2 separate regions of the Capsicum annuum genome follow, and region 1 is linked to region 2. Evidence: chromatin contacts called from public Hi-C data. All regions are on one chromosome and are shown on one strand. The core of a region is the stretch at or near the end of the contact, and the rest is flanking DNA. Distances in the headings are between cores, read along the strand shown. Region 1 has its middle 58 kb from the start of LOC107849881. Region 2 holds the start of LOC107849881 (protein NEN4).

What was found. A called contact is a pair of places that touch in the nucleus more often than the background predicts.
Region 1: a Hi-C map of leaf shows a contact between it and region 2, with 1.9 times the contacts expected there. The contact joins the enhancer-like site here to the promoter of LOC107849881 in region 2. A contact is called at or near these places in 4 of 5 Hi-C or Micro-C datasets (bud, leaf and placenta).

The regions. Positions count from the first base shown.
Region 1 is chr12:65,820,628-65,825,446 of UCD10Xv1.1, reverse strand. No RefSeq gene overlaps it. Among protein-coding and RNA genes, the nearest start is that of LOC107849881, 58 kb to the right of the region's middle. Within about 2 kb of position 2,751, at least 3 of the 5 cell types and tissues checked have an H3K27ac peak or open chromatin away from gene starts, as enhancers often do. A contact at or near this core is called in leaf, where this site is marked.
Region 2 is chr12:65,761,710-65,766,214 of UCD10Xv1.1, reverse strand. LOC107849881 (protein NEN4) reads left to right here and starts at 1,313. Exons shown (of 6, transcript XM_016694413.2): 1 at 1,313-1,819; 2 at 1,891-1,937; 3 at 2,028-2,091; 4 at 2,175-2,252; 5 at 2,367-2,546; 6 at 2,642-3,028. The coding sequence starts at 1,367. The coding sequence ends at 2,731.

The sequences.
Region 1 (4,819 bases), core at 1,502-4,001, 58 kb before region 2:
CTTCAATCAGAATTCCAACTTAACCCAACACCACATCAATATATTCATAACTTCTGTAGAAAAGATTCCAACTTTTATTGAATTTTTAACCCAACAAGAACAAAAAATATATGATCCGTTCATAAATTAGAAAAAAGAATGAAAGGCAGACGATCTGTTGAAATTCCATCATTAAAGGTGATTGCGGTGAAGTATTGCAGTCGATCTGTTGAAGATTCAGCTAAAAAATTTGAGGAAGAAAAGATTCCAACATTCAGAAAAACTTGAGATCCTTCCAATCTCTTCCTGCGATAACTTAAGGGAAATTGTTGCTGCATTTGACTTGCCACTGCCAGGAAGGATGATCATTAGAGGATGCCCAAGTTGCATTTTTTAATACTGATCGGTGGAGAAAGTTTGCGAGTTTCCTACTTAAATTATTACCAATTAACTATCAAAACATACCTCGAAATTGATGAATCAGCTGCCATGTGGACGAAATTTTATGGGCAAATTAAGTTATCACGTGCCTTTTGGCGATTGTATTCAAACACTTGGTCTAGTAAGTTTCGAGGTGTTTTGATGAATAGTCGTGATAGTTCAGGTATGGAACTCCAAAAAACTGATACTTCAAGTTTGTTTTTGACTATTATCTCTAAATTATTTAGAACTTGCTGGTTTGTTCTAGTTAACTTCAGTTAGGCTTTCTTTTCTAATGTTCTTGCACATCTTTTCTTGTAAAAGATTTTGTTTCCTTCCAAAACCAGGCACTGATCCTCATAACAGGATACTGAGTTTTGATATTTCTTTTTGCAGCTGTATTTTTGTAATGCATTGCTATAGATTCGCAGTTAAAGAGTTTTGAATTGTACAAATTAGTGTGCTGATGGACTGTCGAATCCGATATTAAACAATAATAATCTAGACAGAGGTGGTTGTTGCAATTATAACAACTAAGCCTCAAATCCAGGCAAGTTGAAGCCGGCTATGTGAATCCTCACCATCTATGTTGTTTAATTCTGTCTTGATCCAATATGTGTTGAACACTATGTTTCTCCTTTATATATAAGAATTCAATACAATATGAACAACAAATAAATGGTTCTAGGAACTTGTCCCTGAACTATTCAGAATGTACTGTTCCATTCATGTCTCGTCCAAAAGTTTGCTCCTTCCGCTAACCAGACAGTTTGAAACTAACCTTCTGACTAACGCTTGCTCCAATTCTGATAAAAAACACAACTAAAACAGGGGAAATCGACCAATTTTGTCACTGAATAGGACCAGATCAAACTATTACCATTTGTCAATATTTAGATACTGATATTTCTAAATATGAGATAATCAAATAGAGTTATAACTTATTCCTAAAACATGATAAACCTATTAATTTATCATGAAGGTAAAGGCCGGCATGGTAGGCGAGAAATCAGCTTGAAAAATTTTTCTCTTAATTTTGCAGTGCTGTAATTCTGTCTGATGGGCAATGATGATCTTCAACTCTTTATGTTCACACTTTTATTTTTCTTCCTCAAATTTTCGAACTGGATCTTCAACAGATCGACTGCAACACTTCACCGCAATCACCTTTAATGATGGAATTTCAACAGATCGACTGCCTTTCATTCTTTTTTCTAATTTATGAACGGATTATATATTTTTCGTTCTTGTTGGGTTAAGAATTCAACAAAAGTTGGAATCTTTTCTACAGGAAGTTATGAATATATTGATGTGGTGTTGGGTTAAGTTGGAATTCTGAAGGAAGCAAAGCAGAGCTTAAGAAGAAAGGAATGCCATATAATTAAAAAAAAAAATTACACATGGATGATGACGTGACATGGCACGCGGCTTTTTTTTTTTACCTTGGTGGCATGCTGGTGGAATTCTGTTAAGTGGAGGGGTATTTTTGAGCTAAATATTTAACGAAGGAGTATTTTTGAGCCAAAAAACTAATGAGGGGTGTTTTTGATCTATTTCAAATAGTTCAGGATATTTTTGACCCTTTTTCGTTATTTTTATATCTCATCTTTCTCACTTGATCCTAATTTATATATCTCACTTTCATTTTTAGTTAGTTTCCAAAAAGAATGATATATTTTTATATTCTGTATCACTTTAATTTTAAAAACCATTTGCCTCTAAATTATTTGTAGCCAGATAAACATCTTCGACTTATTTTAGACAACAAGTTTTAAAAGTTTTATTTCTTCCTTAACTTCTTGTCAAGTCAAACTTATTCATTTAAATTGAGACGGATGGGTATTATTATTTAACGTGATACACAGGTGCAAAACATGTACACTAACTTAAAAATATTGTTTGAACTTTTTGCCCTCTATTAAAAGTTTTTGTTTTAGAAAAAATCATCTTTTCACTATTTTTCTAACATTTAAGAGTTAAAAATTAATTAAATATATTTATGGTAAAATCTTTTCATATTATAAGTTATTAGAATTAGTGACAACTAAATACTTTTTCTCCTATTTAAGAATTCTAAATCAACTATTAGATTTTAAAAAGATTTAAAAAATCTAGAAATAAATATAAAAGTATTAGAATACAAAAATTTAGGAAGTACCAAAATTTTAAAAGTATATGACTCTTAAAATATTATTAAAAATAGAAAATGGTCAAAAATACTCATGAACTATCTGAAATTGATCAAAAAAACGGAAAAGGGTCAATATATTCAAATTTTTGAGCTGAATCTTCAACAGATCGACTGCAATACTTCACCGCAATCACCTTTAATGATGGAATTTCAACAGATCGACTGCCTTTCATTCTTTGTTCTAATTTATGGACGGATCATGTATTTTTTTGTTCTTATTGGGTTACGAATTCAACAAAAGTTGAAATTTTTTCTACCAGAAGTTAAGAATATATTGATGTGGTTTTGGGTTAAGTTGGAATTCTGATTGAAGCAAAGCAAAGCTTGAAGAAGAAATGAATGTCATATAATTAAAAAAAATATATTATACGTGGATAGTGATGTGCCATGGTCACGTGGCTTCTCTTTTTTTTTTTACCTAGGTGGCATGCTGGTGGAATTCTGTTAAGTGGAGGGATATTTTTGAGCTAAATATTTAACGGAGGGGTATTTTTGAGCCAAAAACTAACGAGGGGTATTTTTAATTAATTTCAAATAGTTCAGGGGCATTTTTTATCCTTTTCCGTAAAAATAATAAATCATTGAGTGTAGCTTATATTATTCTGTACAAAAATGCCAAAAATGTGTAATAGTATTTACAACTAAATTGGAATCACGAAATTAATGTTTATTAGAAGATCTATTTTTAATCAATAGAAAATATATACAAAACAAATAGACTTTTGAAAAATAATAGTTGACCTTTAGTAAGATCATTATTGCTATGACTTTTTTTTTTGGTTAAAAGGATGATTCGTTAATAATAGTAATGTTGCTAGCGTTGTACATTATACAAAAACACCTGGCTGCAGATCTTGTTCCATACTGGAACTACTACTTCTTACATTATGTTTGAAGCTACTAATATTAGTACATTTTGTATTAACAACAGGCACACACTGCCTTCCTGCTTCCTTCCTTCTACCATTCTTTGCTAACTTATCCGCAACCCTATTTAGAAGCCTGAACTCACGGTGCATCGCCGGTTCTCCAACTCCCGAAGAAGATCCCTGCATAGAAGAATGATGTTGTTGTTAGATTCCAAATTATTCTTGCATGCAGATACCAGGTTTTCAGAGTCAGTTGCAATTATCAGAAAATCAAAATGCATGTGTAAGGCCATTTTGAGACCCAAATAGAGTGCCATAGATTCTTCTTTAAGGGGAGATTGGACACTAACTCTAGTGCTGAAACCTACCACCCAGTCAACATTATTATCTCTAAATACTCCCCCCGCCCCACCAGTTCTAGTTACATGATCAAAAGCTCCATCTATGTTCAGTTTTAAACCAACCGTAGGGGGCGTCCAGGAAAGAACATTTTCATGGATTTATTTTTTTGTAGTGGTAGTTAAAAGATAGAATTCCATAGCATTGTTATAGGGCATATCAGTAAGGATAAGCATTATTTAGTTATTAAACAGGTTGTTGTTCTGAGTTAACCAAATATTCCAAAAATAAAACTGGAAGGGTTTATGCCATTCCTGGTATTTACCAAGCCTAATGCCTTTCATTGCCCTACATCGATCAAGCCAATCTTCGAAGTTTGCTGTCTAAGGCGGGCTATAGGGGATGTCATATTAATATTTTCCCAGAATTGTAATGCACTAGTACACTCAAGGAAAATGTGCCTAATAGTTTTGGGCTGCTGGCAATGTTTACAAAGAGGGTTAACTTCAAGGCCTATATGGTTTAGGTACCAACTCGTAGGAAGTCTTTTATGAAAACAAAGCCAGTTAAAGAATTTCAACTTGTTAGGACATTTTATCTTCCAAATCCATTCAAAATGTCGAGTGTCTAGAGGAGTATTGAGGTGGTCAGCAAGCATTCTTTGGTAGACTGCCCCAATGGAGAACTTACCGTTACTAACTACGGAGAAAACTCTTTTATCTCGAATCCTAGGGCTGTCATGAATTACAGACGCTAGAATAGCATCTTTTATATGAGTGGGAAGAGGGTAATCGATGGCTTTGAGATTCCAGTTACCATTTACTATCAGGATGCTCAATGTAACCTTATCCTTATCCTTATCTAAGGGCGTGTGCAGAATACTAGCTAAGGGTTTGTCGAAGGAGGACCAGGTATGAGTCCAGAATCTAATGTTCTTGCCATCACCCAGCTCCTAGGAGGAGTAACTGTCACACACATTCCAACCTTGTTTAGTATTATTCCATATTGTGCTTCCAGGTGT
Region 2 (4,505 bases), core at 64-2,563:
AAAATTAAGTGGGCCTGATATAAGACGTCAAGTTACTTTAAAACATCGAGAGTTAATTTATCATTTTATGTCTATTTTACTTTTTTTATTAAATATTATTAATTTTTTAATACTTTAGAGGACTTATAATAATTAATTAGGGATGATTTAGTAAAATTACTATTGAAATAGCTGCAACAGACATGTCGTAAATGTCTATTTTATTTTTTATTAAATATTTATTAATTTTCTAATATGTAAATGAATTATAATAATTAATTAGGAGTGGTACAGTAAAATCACAGTTGAAATAGTTGAAGCAGGCAGCACAAACAGACATGTCGACCTCGTGCTTGCTTCAACAGGTTAACTTACTATATCACGATGGAAACACAAAACGGACATAACTTATAATTAACTAATTAGAACTGTTATAGAAAAATTACTATAAAAAATATTTATGAAAAAAATAAATAAATGGGCCTCATATAAGATTTTAAGTTAATTTAAAACATCAAAAGTTAATTTATCATTTTAGTGGCTATTTTATCTTTTCTATTAAATAATATTATTTTTTTAATACTTAAATGACTTATAATAATTAATTAGGGGTGATATAGTAAAGTTACGATTGAAGCAGCTGAAGCAGACATGTCAGAAATGTCTATTTTGCTTATCTTTATTAAATATTATTAATTTTTTAATATGTAAATGACTTATAATAATTAATTAGGGGTGATATAGTAAAATTACACAGTTGAAGCAGGCAGTACAAGCAAGCATGTCGATCTCGTGCTTGGACTGCTTTTAACTCCCGCTTATAAATAAGAGAAAATATCCATGTTTGATTATTAGAAACGTAAGTTGATCATTTTCAAAACTGCTCTTCGTCATATTCTACTAAGATCATATATAGTAGCATACTAGCAAAATAGCCTATAACTAGTGAATTCAATTTTATCTCCAAATAGAAGATGAAGTTAGTATTAGAAAAGTTCTCTTTGAATAATTGATATTGAGAACATTTATATATTTAGATACTTAATTTGGAATATGCAAGTGAATTTTTTGAAATGACAAGGCAATCCAACTAATATCATGTAGACAATACCATTGAGAGAATGTTACCTAACTGGAATTCCCTTAAGAAAGGACATCATCAGATAGAAGCTAAGGACAACTTTGTACAAACACCTAAACTTAGTCTAACTTGAATTACAAGACAATCTACCAATTAATGTCTCTGTTACACATGAAAGAATATTCTTTCATTTTCGTTCAGCATATATATATATAGAGAGAGACAAATGGACCATCATTTCCATCACTTCATCAAATAACAAATTATCTTGCAACTTGTTGAACCTCTAAAGGAAAAGAAAAAAAAATGGAAATCCCTAACATTTCAAGCAACAAAAGGTCATCAGAGATTGTGTTTTTTGACTTGGAAACAAACGTACCATCGAAACCTGGACAGAAGTTTTGGGTGTTGGAATTTGGTGCAATGGTAGTTTGTTCAAGAAAGCTTGTTGAACTTGAGAGCTACTGCACTCTTATTAGACCAGGGGATTTGTCAGTTGTGGGGTTAAAGTCGGGCAGAATTGGTGGGATCACGCGAAAAGAAGTTGCTGATGCACCTTCATTTGAACAAGTTGCAGACAAGATCTTCAGTATTTTGGATGGTAGGATTTGGGCAGGTCATAATATACAGAGATTTGATTGTGTTCGTATTAAAGCTGCTTTCGCTGAAATTGGTCGCCCTACACCTGTGCCTGTTGGAATTATCGATTCTTTAGGTGTTTTGACCCAGAAATTTGGTAAAAGAGCTGGAAACATGAAGGTAGACATGAACATTCACTCAATACAAAGTTTTATTTTGACCGTGGCTTCTTAAATCATTCTTTATTGTAGATGGCTTCATTGGCAGCTTACTTTGATCTCGGAGAGCAAAGGCACAGGTTAGATTAAAAATTTTAAACTTTATGTTTAAAATTCATGATTTTTCATGAAATTGGATCCTAATTTTGATTATTTATCGTTAACGGCAGGAGCTTGGACGATGTTCGGATGAATTTGGAAGTCCTAAAACATTGTGCAACAGTTCTATTTCTTGTATGTCCATATATTTGCTTACTTTGGCATAGCTTTCCATGTTTGATTATATTTTGCTTAATATGATTCTTTTCTAATGTTAGGAATCAAGTCTACCAGATTTGTCAATTGGGAATTGTCAAACCACTTCCAGCATTACTACAAGAAGTAGAAGCCAAGTGGTATGCAAATTGATCAAAATGCACTAGCTTTTGTTGGATCTATTTTGGACTAGCAACAATTTAGTGTTCAAGAAAAGAAAAACTTATTTCTTGGATTTGATATTTTGTTATCAGCAAAATTTTCCAAGTTCTCCGATCGATAATAAGTGGCAGAATAGTCCTTCCTCAATAACAACAAGGAGTAGCAAAGGGAAATCTCCATGCAGAGAAGAAACAAGCCGGAAATCTCCTCCATCGACAAGTGCTATCGGATATCAAAGAGCTGTTCCTTATGCAAGGCAAAGCTTGGGAAAGGTTGAATTTGAATTAACTATTTATTGAAGAAACTTATATATATGCATAATGGTATTCATTTTCTGATTCTTGATCTTGGAATTGGAGATAAATAGGTGACTGCAGGTGTGAGGAATTTGTTATGTAAAGCTCAAAACAAGCCTCTAAATACTTTATTAAAGCATTCGCAGACTCTTTTCCGATGAGTAAGAAGAACTGATTCTTCTCATTTTAAGGAGCAAGACCATTGTCGATAAGTTTGAAAAATTCAAGGCTATGGTGCATACATGGAAGTTATGGAGCAATTTTTTGTCCCCTGGTGGCTGTTTCTGGAAATTAAGCGACTTGGTTGGAAGCTACGAAGATCACATTAAAGTCCCAGCTGCTAACCTTATCATCTAACCAATTTATATTTTACTGATTCTTACATTTTTTTCAGTTGTGGAATTCTGTAAATGTTTGTACATCTCAATGAATAAATTTCAGCTGATATTCTTTGATTCTATCTTTACACTTGTGTTTTCTTCCCCTTATTTTTCTCAGTTAAGTAAATAGTTCAGTTACATTATTTTGGAATAGATCTCTAATAAAATGTGTGTGTTCTCTCTTCGATTGTTAATTCTATAACATGCTGCAACCAGTTAAAAGCTTGTTAATTTGAAGGTGGTACGTAGACTATGAATTCCTAATTCTATCAATTCCATAAATTGAGCAATATTTTTTTCTTTCACAAAAGCGAAAAGGTAGTTTCAGGGCTGTCAAATTAGCTACGGTTCAAATTGGTGTTGCTTTTGACATTCCTGCATACACATGGTGCATGTTCTTTAGGTAAAAGTGAGAGATCTTCATGCAAGAAATTAACAGGGCAAGAATTTTATCCTGGGGAGATTTTGAGAAGAACTAGGTCTAGGAGCAATGTAGAAGCACTCTGTGTTTCTACTGTTGATCTGTTGGAAATCGGGCAGCAGAAGCAAATAGATAGGATCTTTTGCATGTAATATAGATAACTAATATAAACACATAGTTCACGCAAAGGATGCTTAAAAATAATCAGGAATGCCTGTTGAAGCATGAGCACATATCTTGAAGCAAATTCGTCTGCGAATCGGCCTTCTACAGTGATGATACGAGCCAAATGACCATCTTAGCTTTTGATGACATCTTTGGAGGCCAACACATAGAGACTCAAGACTTGGTCACCTCGAGGCACAAGAACATGCATGGAGGACCCGTTTTGAGCATACCATTAAGCAAAGCCGTGTGTGGAAGATTGCTTGGAGGCTTACCTTGATGACTACTCGAGGACTTCAAAGGATTACACATGTTGACGTATGAAGAGGAGTCTCAACACTACTAGGCTGCCCCTTCATTGAAGTCCAAAACACTCCATGGTTGCCCTTCATTAAGGGTATTTTGGGGATTACACATGTCCCTCCAAACACACCATGGTTGCCCCTTCATTAAGGGTGCTTTGGTCATTTTGTTATGTAATAAGTTAGACTATAAATAAACTCTTATTAGCTTTATTTTAGTTAGCTTTTTATGATGAATATTTGAGAAAAATATTCTTGAACTCCATTGGGAGTGTTCCAAGTAGTGTAGGGCTTGAAAAAGTCATTATTGACATTTGCTTAGAAACGGTGGTTGTAAGGCGGAGTTGATCCCCTTAGCGGTCACCGTAAGAAGATTGGTGTTTGATTTTGTGAGTTTAAGAGTTTTATCATTTGATACACGGTTTGGTTATTGATTCTTCATAACTTCTTATGTCATCTTATCTATCCCTTTACTTTATTGCATTCGTGTGTTTGTTTCTCATCTTTTTATTCTCGGTTTGTTTGTGTTGCTGCCATTGCTTGTTTGTTTCTTGTCTCGATTTTGTCTTATGTTCTTGGCTGGTTTCGTGTGTTCGTAGTAGATCCCGTATCATTTGGTATCAGATCAAGGATTGATTTCGTTCCTACGAGATCAAACTTGGGCTTG